Linked DNA regions of Mus musculus: region 2 is linked to region 1. Evidence: chromatin contacts called from public HiChIP or PLAC-seq data. All regions are on one chromosome and are shown on one strand. Each heading gives the region's core, a stretch centred on a gene start, on an enhancer-like site or on the middle of the called end of the contact. The rest is flanking DNA. Distances are from core to core; before and after follow the strand shown. Region 1 has its middle 51 kb from the start of Gm35189. Region 2 has its middle 18 kb from the start of Gm40446.

Region 1 (4,870 bases), core at 1,607-4,106:
GTGGGTGCTAAGAACCAATCCTCAGTTCTCTGCAAGAGCAGCCAGTGCTCCTAATGGCTGAGCCATTTCTCCTTCCAGCTCCTCACACAACTCTTATGTTACAGTCCTTTACGTCTTTGCTAGAGGTTGAATGAATCCAGTACTCTAGGCCAGAAAAGAAGTATAGCATCTTCTCCATTTATAAGATAGAGGCTGTGTGTCTGTGAGTCACTCTCCTTAATAGCTGGTACAGCTCAACTCTAAACTGATAAAAGGCAGGAACACAACAATAGTACTCACTTGCTCAGCCTGCTTTAGTTGTCCGACAAATCCTAATGGACTTGGGAAGGGATGGAGGAATGGATGACACAGGACAAGAGGAAGCATTCTATCTTTCATCCTTTTTTTTTTTTAAACACAAGAAACAACTTTCATTTAAAGCTGTCATTGATTTGCTCAGTGGCGTAGCTACCGACTCTCAGCCTCGCACAGATGCTGCACCCACTCCCGTGTCACTAGTAGGCATGTAAGTCATTAGTCTGCTAATATTGAGCATCGTCTGGGGACTTCCCAAGTAAGAAAATAATTTTTTTGTAAAAGCCAAACAATAAAGCAATTTGAAGAAGAGAAATGCAAGTGTCAAAATTCTTTAAGTCAATGTAAGTTGTTTGAGGGGACTTGTTGTTGTTGTTGTTGTTGTTGTTGTTGTTTTGCTTCTTTATAGGCACTTACCTCCCCTATAGGCCCTCCACACTGGCATAAGAGCCAACTTGTGTAGATGATGAAAGATCTCAGTGTCAATGAAAAAGGACCCTTCGTGTTCAAGTTTGTGACTGAGGTCACATTCGTGCAGTGTAGGTAGAACAGCTCTTGAACATTTGTTAGGATCCAGATTATATCTCTTTAAAGTTAATGTATTGAAGTCCTAACCTCCAGCTCATCAGATTGCAATTGAATGTGAAAAGGTCTTTAAGGACGTGATTAAGTTAATATAAGGTCTTTAAACCAAGCCCTAATCCAGTGTGACTGGTGTTCTCATAAGTAGAAGACATTAGGGCCAGCAAAATGGCTCTGGGGCAAAAGTGCTTGTCCCCAAGCCTGAAACCTAAGTTTGATCCCTAGAACCCACATGGTGAAAGGAGAGAACCAACTCCTGCAAGTTGTCCTCTGACTGCCATACATGTGCTATTGCACATGCATGCACGTAAGCACGCGCATACGCGTGCGCGCCACACACACACATACACACACACACACTAAATGGAGAAAAGGATGTTGGAAGGTGCCAGCCCCGTACAGTGTGAGCACTGACTGTTAAGGCAGCATCTGCACGCCATGGAGAAAGACTCCATCGCTGACACCTAGGTTTTGGACTTCTGGCTTCAACAACTACACAGAGATAAATTTGTATTGTTCAAGCCATCTGGTCTGTGGTATTTTGTTACTATAGCTTTAAACAACTAATTTAAGGCTTATTATGAAATTTGTCATCATAGTGCTAGCACAAAAAAAGAATGTGTTGTGCAAGGCATTGCTGCAAGCACTAAGCACTGGATAATTGAGATTACATAATGCAGTAAAACTAACTGATAACAAAAGGAATCAAATTGTGTTAGAGGGAAGCAATTGGCAAGGACTTTCTCCCCAGGAAATCATGTGCACCTGGACAACTGGCACTGAATTCCTTAACTCTAAAAATGGTTGTTTTAAACGTCTATTCATTCCGTGGATGTTTGTCTCTCTATTTTGTTACCTCTCCCATGTATGGGATCCCCACTACACACACACTCCCCTATATACACCACCCCTGTATACACCACCCCAGTATACACCACCCCTGTACACATTCCCCACTGTTTACACACTCCCCTGTAAACACTAACCCTTATAAACAGTCCCTACCCCATATATACTCTCCCCTGTATATACTACCCATATATATATATATATATATATATATATATATATATACTCCCTTGTATATATGCCCCTTGTATATACTCATCCTGTATATATTTCCCCTTTATATACTTCTCCCTATGTATACTTCTATATATATGCCCCATATATACCTCCCTTGTATATACTCCTCCTTTTACACACTCTTCCTATATGCATACTCCCTGCATACATACACTCTCCTGTATACAATCATTGATATACACTCCCCCTGTAAATATCATATCATCCACACCTCTGCTTCCAAACCACATCCTATTTCCCTCTAGCCACATACCTGTTTCTGGCTCTGCTTAGTACAAAATAACATGGCCATTGTGTGTTTGTTTAATGGTGTTTGTTTTCCCAAGACTTTAAGCAGATTTCCTCAAGCAAAAATTGAGAACAGTTTTAAACCTGCTTGTAGAGGTCAGATTTTCAATTTGACTCTAGTCAGCCAGGGACCACGGGTCTGGAAAACCTGTAGTCTTTCTAAATTTCTGTTAATGGCAGAGAGCATTTACCAAACTTGCTGGGTAGTCTGCTTGTGTGCAGGACAAAGAGGCACCATGCCTGTGGTTTGGGCAAGCACCAAGACCTATGAGGAGCAGAAGTGTCCTGCAGCTTCTGCCAATTTCTGCAGGAAACTGTGCCCCACTGTGGAGACCATAGCCCTGGCTTTCCTAAGTCCAACAGTGAACTCTGCTCCCGCAGGCTCCGGGGAAGTCACCGTACTCTGGAACTGAACTGTGTAAAGTTTCTTTCCTGAACAGTAAAGTAAGATTAGATCAGATCAGTCACTTTCAATTTAACTACTAAAAGAACTTTACTCAAAAAGCTTACATGTAAGTTTGTATTTAAAACATTCAAGCCTAAGTGGGGCTGGCCTAGCTCAGGAACTGGGGCATTAGGTATGGTCCTGTCTGGTCTGGCTTGCCTTGCCCAGTAGCACTTTCTTTTCCTCCTCTGCCCACTTCTCTACCTCCTCCTCCTCCACTTCCTCCTTCTTCTTCTTCTCCTCCCCTTTCTCCTCTTCCCTTTCTCCTCTTCCTCTTCCTCCCCTTCCCTCTCCTCTTCTTCCTCCTTCTCTCCCACCCCCCTTCTCCTTTCCTCCCACATAGAATTCAAGGACTCTAGTGGAACCCCTATACTGAAACACATGGTCCCAGCTACCAGATATGATTCTAACTAAGGTCAGCTCAGCAATCTTCTGGAACCTGAGGATGGGCTTCAGGGGTGGGGCTGACTGTAGTGTTTGCTGAATGAGGGCACCTTGGCTAAATTCAAGCAAGGTTATGTCATTAAATGTTAACAAAAAAAAAAAAAAAAAGGAGCATGCACTAGCATGCCATGTAGAAAACTAACTTAGTGACCTTTTTTTTATCTTGCTTTTGAGGAGTGGGGTGGGACAGTGTTCCTCTCCATAAGGGCCAACCTGGAACTCACTATGTAGCCCAGGCTGATCCCAAACTCTTAGAAATCTTCCTGCTTCTGCAGGCTGCTGAGGCTGAGTAATGCATGAGACATTACACCTAGCTTACCGGCAAAATATATACACCCAGGCATGTTGGCGTGTGCCTTTCATCCCATCAGGTAGCAGTAGCAAGATTGGGGTGAATTCAAGGCCATCCTGGCCTGCATAGTAAGTTCTAAACCAGCCAGAGTTACATAGTGAGACCTGCCTCAAACAAACAAACAAATATAGTTTAACTATGTATTTATATAATTAAACTTTTGGATTATGGGGTTTTTAAATTATTTTATTTATCCACATCCCTAATGTTGCCCTCACTCCCAGCCCCTTTTCCAGAATTCTCTACCCCATCCTCCCTCCCCTTTGCTTCTGAGAGGGTGCCCACCCACCCCCCACTCCCACCCCCACCCCACCCCCTGGTATCCCCTTCTCTGGGGTATCAAGTCTCTACAAGATTAGACCCACCCTCTCCCACTGAGGCCACACAAGACAGTTCTGTGTTACATATGTGCCAGGGGCCTCGGACCAGACCCTGTATGCTCTTTGGTTGGTGGCTTAGTCTCTGGGAGCTCCCAGGGGTCCAGGTTAGTTAACACTTTTGGTCTTCCTGTGGGGTTGCCGTCCTCTTCAGCTCCTTTAATTCTTCCCCTAACTCTTCCATAGGGGTCCAGACCTCAGTCCAATGGTTGACTGCGTCTGCATACATCTCAGTCAGCTCCTGGCAGAGCCTGTCAGAGGACAACCATGCTAGGCTCCTGTCTGTAAGCACAACATAGCATCAGTAATAGAGTCAGGCCTTGGTGTCTCCCCATGAGATATATCCCCAGTTAGGCCAGCCACTGGTAGGCCATTCCTTCAGTCTCCACTCCATTTTTGTCTCTACATTTCTTTTAGACAGAAACAAATCTGAGTCAAAAGTTTTGAAGGTGGGTTGGTGTTGCCATACCTCCACTGGGGGCCCTGTCTGTCTACTGGAAGTAGGCTCCTCAGGTTCCATCTCCCCACTGTTGGACATTTCTGCTAAGGTCACCCACATTGAGCCTTAGGAGAATCTCACATCCCAGTTCTCTGCAACTTTCTATAAATTCCCCCCACTCACCCCCACCACCCTCAGCAGCTACATATCATATTCATTTTCTCCAGGGCTGAGCAGGATGGCGAGTGTCCATGGCCCAAAAGAAACACACCGAGCTGGGAGTCTTGTCAAAGCAGGGACTCAACTTTATGGCATCAGCCTCTCTCTTAGATAAGTTTGGAACATGGGGAAAGGTATTTCTGATGGGGTAAGATGATGTAGGAGTCAGGGAAGAGTGACAGAGGGTATGGAGTAACTGACAGGGCCAATGTCAAAGCTCTACATCAGCAACATCGGGGAAGAGGCAGAGCCAAACAGGTCTTGTTGAGTCACCCCGATACAGAAGTGACTGAGAAAGGTCACAAAACTTGATCCAGGCTTAGGCTCTCTCACAAGGTCACAGA
Region 2 (4,664 bases), core at 1,395-3,894, 100 kb before region 1:
TTTGACTTTGGCAGACTCAAATTATAAAACTTGAATATATTCCCTTGAAGGAAAGCATGTTATTTTTCTTATTCTGCTCCTGCGCCAACTTACAAAAGCTTCATAAACTCAGTGTTATCCTCACATTTGAGATCTTGCCTGCCCTTCTCTCCTGTCCATCAGCCTACCCCATAAGCCTTCACTGTTTGATACAGAAGCTGCTAGCCATAGGCGACTAGTCGGCACTTGAAATGTGGTTAGTTTTATGTGTATAATGTATGTTGCATGTCAAAGATGCATAACCTGTATAAACTGATAGCGTGACTGCTCCATGGTATGGTTAAGGGGAAAGATTTTATTGTAAATATGAGACAGAGAACAGCCAGAGGCATCTGGAAGAGTCCAGAGCAGAGGGAGACAGTAGTAGATTGAATGTGGTCAGCAGACTGGACCGAGGCCATGAGAGAAGCAAGAGCAGGGCAGGGAGGGCGAGGAGGAGGAGAGGGCGAGGGGACATACATAGAGGGAGGAAGAGCACAGAGAAGGGGTGAAGGAGGGAGATGGAGGAGAGAGTGAGGGGAGACAGAGGGAGCAGAACTGAGGGAGCGGGGTGAGGAGGAGAATGAGTAGCTGTGGAGAGGTAAACCCAAGAGCTGGGGAAGCTGAGGGTGGAGGAGGCAGAGAGAAGAGCTAGGATGCTAGTGTGGACTCCTCGGAAACATGTAACAGGTCCTTGTGATGGTGAGGGAGCCTGGAGGCCAGACGTGCTGGGGTAGGCTAATAGGCACCACAGAGAGCCATTTGTTCCTTCTGCCTTGCAGAATTCGGGGAAATAGAGTTTCCTTAGGACCTGATGTAAACGACATAAAATATCTCAACCTTTATAATGAGTACATGTGGGTGAACTAACAGAAAAAAAAAAAATTCTGATGTCAACAACAGCAAAAAAAAAAAAAAAGCCTTTCAAGCCAGGCATGGTGGTGGTGCACATCTGCAATCCCAACACTCTGGAGACTGAGTTAGGAGGATCTCAAGTTTGAGGTCATGGGCAATAGAAATGACTCCACAGGTAAAGGTGCCTGCTACCAAGCCTGAAGGTCTAACTTCAATCTATAGGACCCACATGGTGGTAAGAGAGAACTGACTCTTACGTATCTCCTGACCTCCTCACGTGTGTGTGTGTGTGTGTGTGTGTGTGTGTGTGTGTGTGTGTGTGTGTGTGTGTGTGTATTCTCTCTCAATAAATAAATAAGCAAACAAATATTAAAAATCAAAACAAAGCTAAAGCTTGAACCCTATCCTGGTTAGTTGTTTTTGTTGTTGTTGTTTTTTGTTTGTTTGTTTGTTTGTTTTTGTCTTGATACAAGTCAGAATTATCTACCAAATAGGAACTGTATTTGAGAAAATGCCTTTATCAGATTACCTGTCGGTAACTCTGGACCTGATTGATGTAGGGAGACCCAGTTCACATGGGGACAGCGGCACCCCTAGGCAGGTAGTCTGAACTATATAAGAAAGCAGGCTGAGCAGGGGACCAAGCCAGTAAGCAGCGTTTCTCCAGGGTCTCTGTCCTACTTCCTGACTCCATGTTCCTGCTTGAGTTCTTGCCCCAGTTTCAGTCAGTGAAGGACTCTGGGCAATAGTTCAGGCTAGCCGTGAAGTCTCAGCAATCCTTCTGCCTCAGCCTTCCAAAGTGCTGGGAGTACAGGTTCATACCACAGGGCCAACTTCCCAACTCTATAATCAAAGCTTGCAAACTGATTTGGAGAAGAAATTATCCTTAGAAGAAATATTCTGTGAGTTGTATGTGTGGGTTTAAATAGTTTTGTAACCCATATTAAAAAAACATAAAAGGCGATTCATTTCAGTAATGTACTAGGCCGGATAGGCTTCAACACTGCTATTTTAACTGTTATTGATCAATCCAAACCACAGTCATAATAGCAAAAATACTCTATTTGAAGTCCTGGGGTCTGCAGTTCAGATATCTCTGGATCAGTGTTCCAAGGAAGGCAAGAAACGTAAGGAGTTGTTACCAGACAGAAAAATCCCACCTTTGTGGGAAAACATCTGTTGTGAAGAACAAGTACTGTGTGTAACAGAAACTATCTGACCAATAGGAAGTAAAGAAAGTGTGTGTGTGCATGGGTGTATGCATGTGTGTGTGCATGTGTATGTGTGCATGCATGTGTGTGTATATATATATGCATATATATATATACACACACACACTTGGTAAAGACATCCACAAAATAAAGTAGATAAATAAATAAATATAAGGTCACTAGGCATAGACTTATTACTTGTTCTAAATGCCCACAGTCAGATAGCAAGCAAAGGTCACACGTGTTGATAACTTCTAGAGTAATCCTGCTTCCTCGTCCCAACTTCTGCACCCAACTTTTCCTCTTCTCTTCTTTTCTGGCAGGTAATTTCTTCATAGCCTTGCCCTAGTTTGCTTTCTACTGCTATGATAAACAGCATGGCCAAGAGCAACTTGGGAAGGAGAAGGTTTAGCTCACCACTCTCAGAATATTTTCACCAAACAACACTGTTCTCTGGATAAAGTACAGAACCCAGAAGCACCTGCCCAGCAGCAGCACTGCCCACAGTGGGCTGGGCCCTCCCACATCGATTTTAAACAAGGAATTGCCTCCATACACATGGCCACAGGTCAATCTGATAGAGAAAATTTCTCAATTGAGGTTCCCTCTTCCTGGGTGACTCAAGTTTATATCAAACTGTTGAAAACGAACCAGTGATAAAGGTAACACAGCAAGAGACTCCTCTTACTGGGGTCTTTCTGCTCAGGGTGCTCCTTCTGAAGGCTGAAGTCGCATGTGCTTAATGAGATGCCTCTTTCCTACCCTCGTATATGCCTTATGCAGGCCTTCCCTTTATCCCCTGAGTGCTCATTTTGATGGGCTTTTGTGGTGGGGACTTAGAATAACATCGTTATGATCCAAGAGCATGAGAAGGATTTTATTTTCTATTCTAATAGAAATTTTCTAGTAGGCATGCTTTTTTACAGAAAGCATCAGGAGGAAGCTTGTGGGACGACTTTGTCATGACTGGTTCCTTCAGTCTCAACTCAACTATCACTTCCATTATGGACTGCTATGAAAGAGTGCCGGCAGGCTTGTGGCTTGACTGCTTAGTTCCCAGCTAGAAGCACTAGATAGAGAAGTTAAAAAAACATTATGAGAGAGGGCCTACCTTGAAGATGGTCTTTGGGATGGGGAGAGGGGTTATCCTTGGCTGCTTCCTGTGGCTGGTTGATTCCAGGCCCACTACGATGTGAGCAAAGTTGTTTGTAGGCCTTACCCACAATGATAAACTGAACCTTCTGACAAGCTAGAATATAAATCTCTCCTCCCTTGTTCCTGTGGGCTAATTGGGTTACAGTGGTATGAAGTAACTTCCCTTCTGGACTCTCAGTCTATAGCAACAATACTTCTCTAGTCGCTATGTATAGCACTAAAGAACTTCATTTTCTTCTTGATATTTACAATAATCTTAAACTTTTTGTTCATTTATTAAGGACATGGACCTCATCAATTCTGTGCCACCTTTCCAGTACTTGGCATGTATCAAGTACTTAAAAACTATTTGCTGGGCTGGGCACATAGCTCTGTAGTACATAACTTGCCTAACACGAGGAAGGCCAGGGCCGAATTACTTTCTCTCTCTTTCTCTATGTGATCATTGTCTGTTGAGTGAATAAGTGAATGACTGAGAAAGAGAACAGAAAAAGGCCTTAGAAAGTAACCATGCCCTTCTTCCCTCTTTAGGAAAGACAGTGTGACAGTAAATATGCACTACACACTCTGAAGACAAAGCACAACATTTAAGACGGGCAAAAGCCTTACAGATAGGTCATCCAATATATCTAAGAGATAAAAGAAATTGTGGTATAGACCTTAGGTACAGCCACTGGGGCAGAGGGAAGAGAATTAAGTGTTTAATACCCTCCTTAAGCTACACAGTGAGTTTGAGGCCAGCCTAGCGCTCATACTAAAATTCTATCTCAAACATAAAGAAGAAACAAAGGAAGGGGGGAGGAGGAAGAAGAGGAGAGAGCAGCAGGGAAGTGTGAACGTGTACATGTAAGCATCCTATAACCTTAGAGCTCTGGGGGAGGCTAAGGAAGGAATATTATGAATATTATTACATAACCGTAATAGGTGGTGAAGAAATAGCTCAGAAGAAAGCATATTGCTCTTGCAGAGGACCAGGGTTTAGATTCTAGAACCCACTTGGGTAGCTCAGAGTCCTCCATAACTCCAGCTCCAGGGGATTCAATACCATCTTCTTGCACACGCATAATTAAAACATAAAACTAAATCTTAAAAACAAAGCAAACAAATGAACACACACATACACACACACACACACACACACAAAGACAAGGGCTGTGCGCTCTTAGCTGGAACTGGTTTTCCCATTATTCTTGTTTCAAGGTAAACGTGGACAGAAAGGGTAGAAATCTTTGGAATGGCTTCTAGCCAAAAGGATTAGAATAGAGGACAGGAGTAAAGATTAATATGAAGTTCGCTCTGAACTTCAAAGGGTACACATTGTAGCTAGGAACACTGCCATGACATGTGACTGGGCATGGATGTAAACTCTCTGGTACAAGTCCTGGCTCACAGACAAAGCACGTGGGTGATTGTGTATGGCTCAGA

What was found. HiChIP or PLAC-seq counts read pairs in DNA pulled down with a chosen protein or histone mark.
Region 2: a contact with region 1 is called in an H3K27ac HiChIP or PLAC-seq map of the HPC-7 cell line, with 5 times the contacts expected there. The contact joins two enhancer-like sites. A contact is called at or near these places in 8 of 39 promoter capture datasets (3T3-L1-derived adipocytes, the HPC-7 cell line, cranial neural crest and 3 more), 2 of 484 Hi-C or Micro-C datasets (CD4 T cells and nephron progenitors) and 5 of 115 datasets of contacts at active chromatin or transcription factors (CD8 T cells, the HPC-7 cell line, bone marrow-derived macrophages and 2 more).

What each region holds. Positions count from the first base shown.
Region 1 is chr12:77,104,082-77,108,951 of GRCm38.p6, reverse strand. No RefSeq gene overlaps it. Among named protein-coding and RNA genes, the nearest start is that of Gm35189, 51 kb to the right of the region's middle. Within about 2 kb of position 2,856, at least 37 of the 459 cell types and tissues checked have an H3K27ac peak or open chromatin away from gene starts, as enhancers often do. A contact at or near this core is called in the HPC-7 cell line, where this site is marked.
Region 2 is chr12:77,206,946-77,211,609 of GRCm38.p6, reverse strand. No RefSeq gene overlaps it. Among named protein-coding and RNA genes, the nearest start is that of Gm40446, 18 kb to the right of the region's middle. Within about 2 kb of position 2,644, at least 25 of the 459 cell types and tissues checked have an H3K27ac peak or open chromatin away from gene starts, as enhancers often do. A contact at or near this core is called in the HPC-7 cell line, where this site is marked.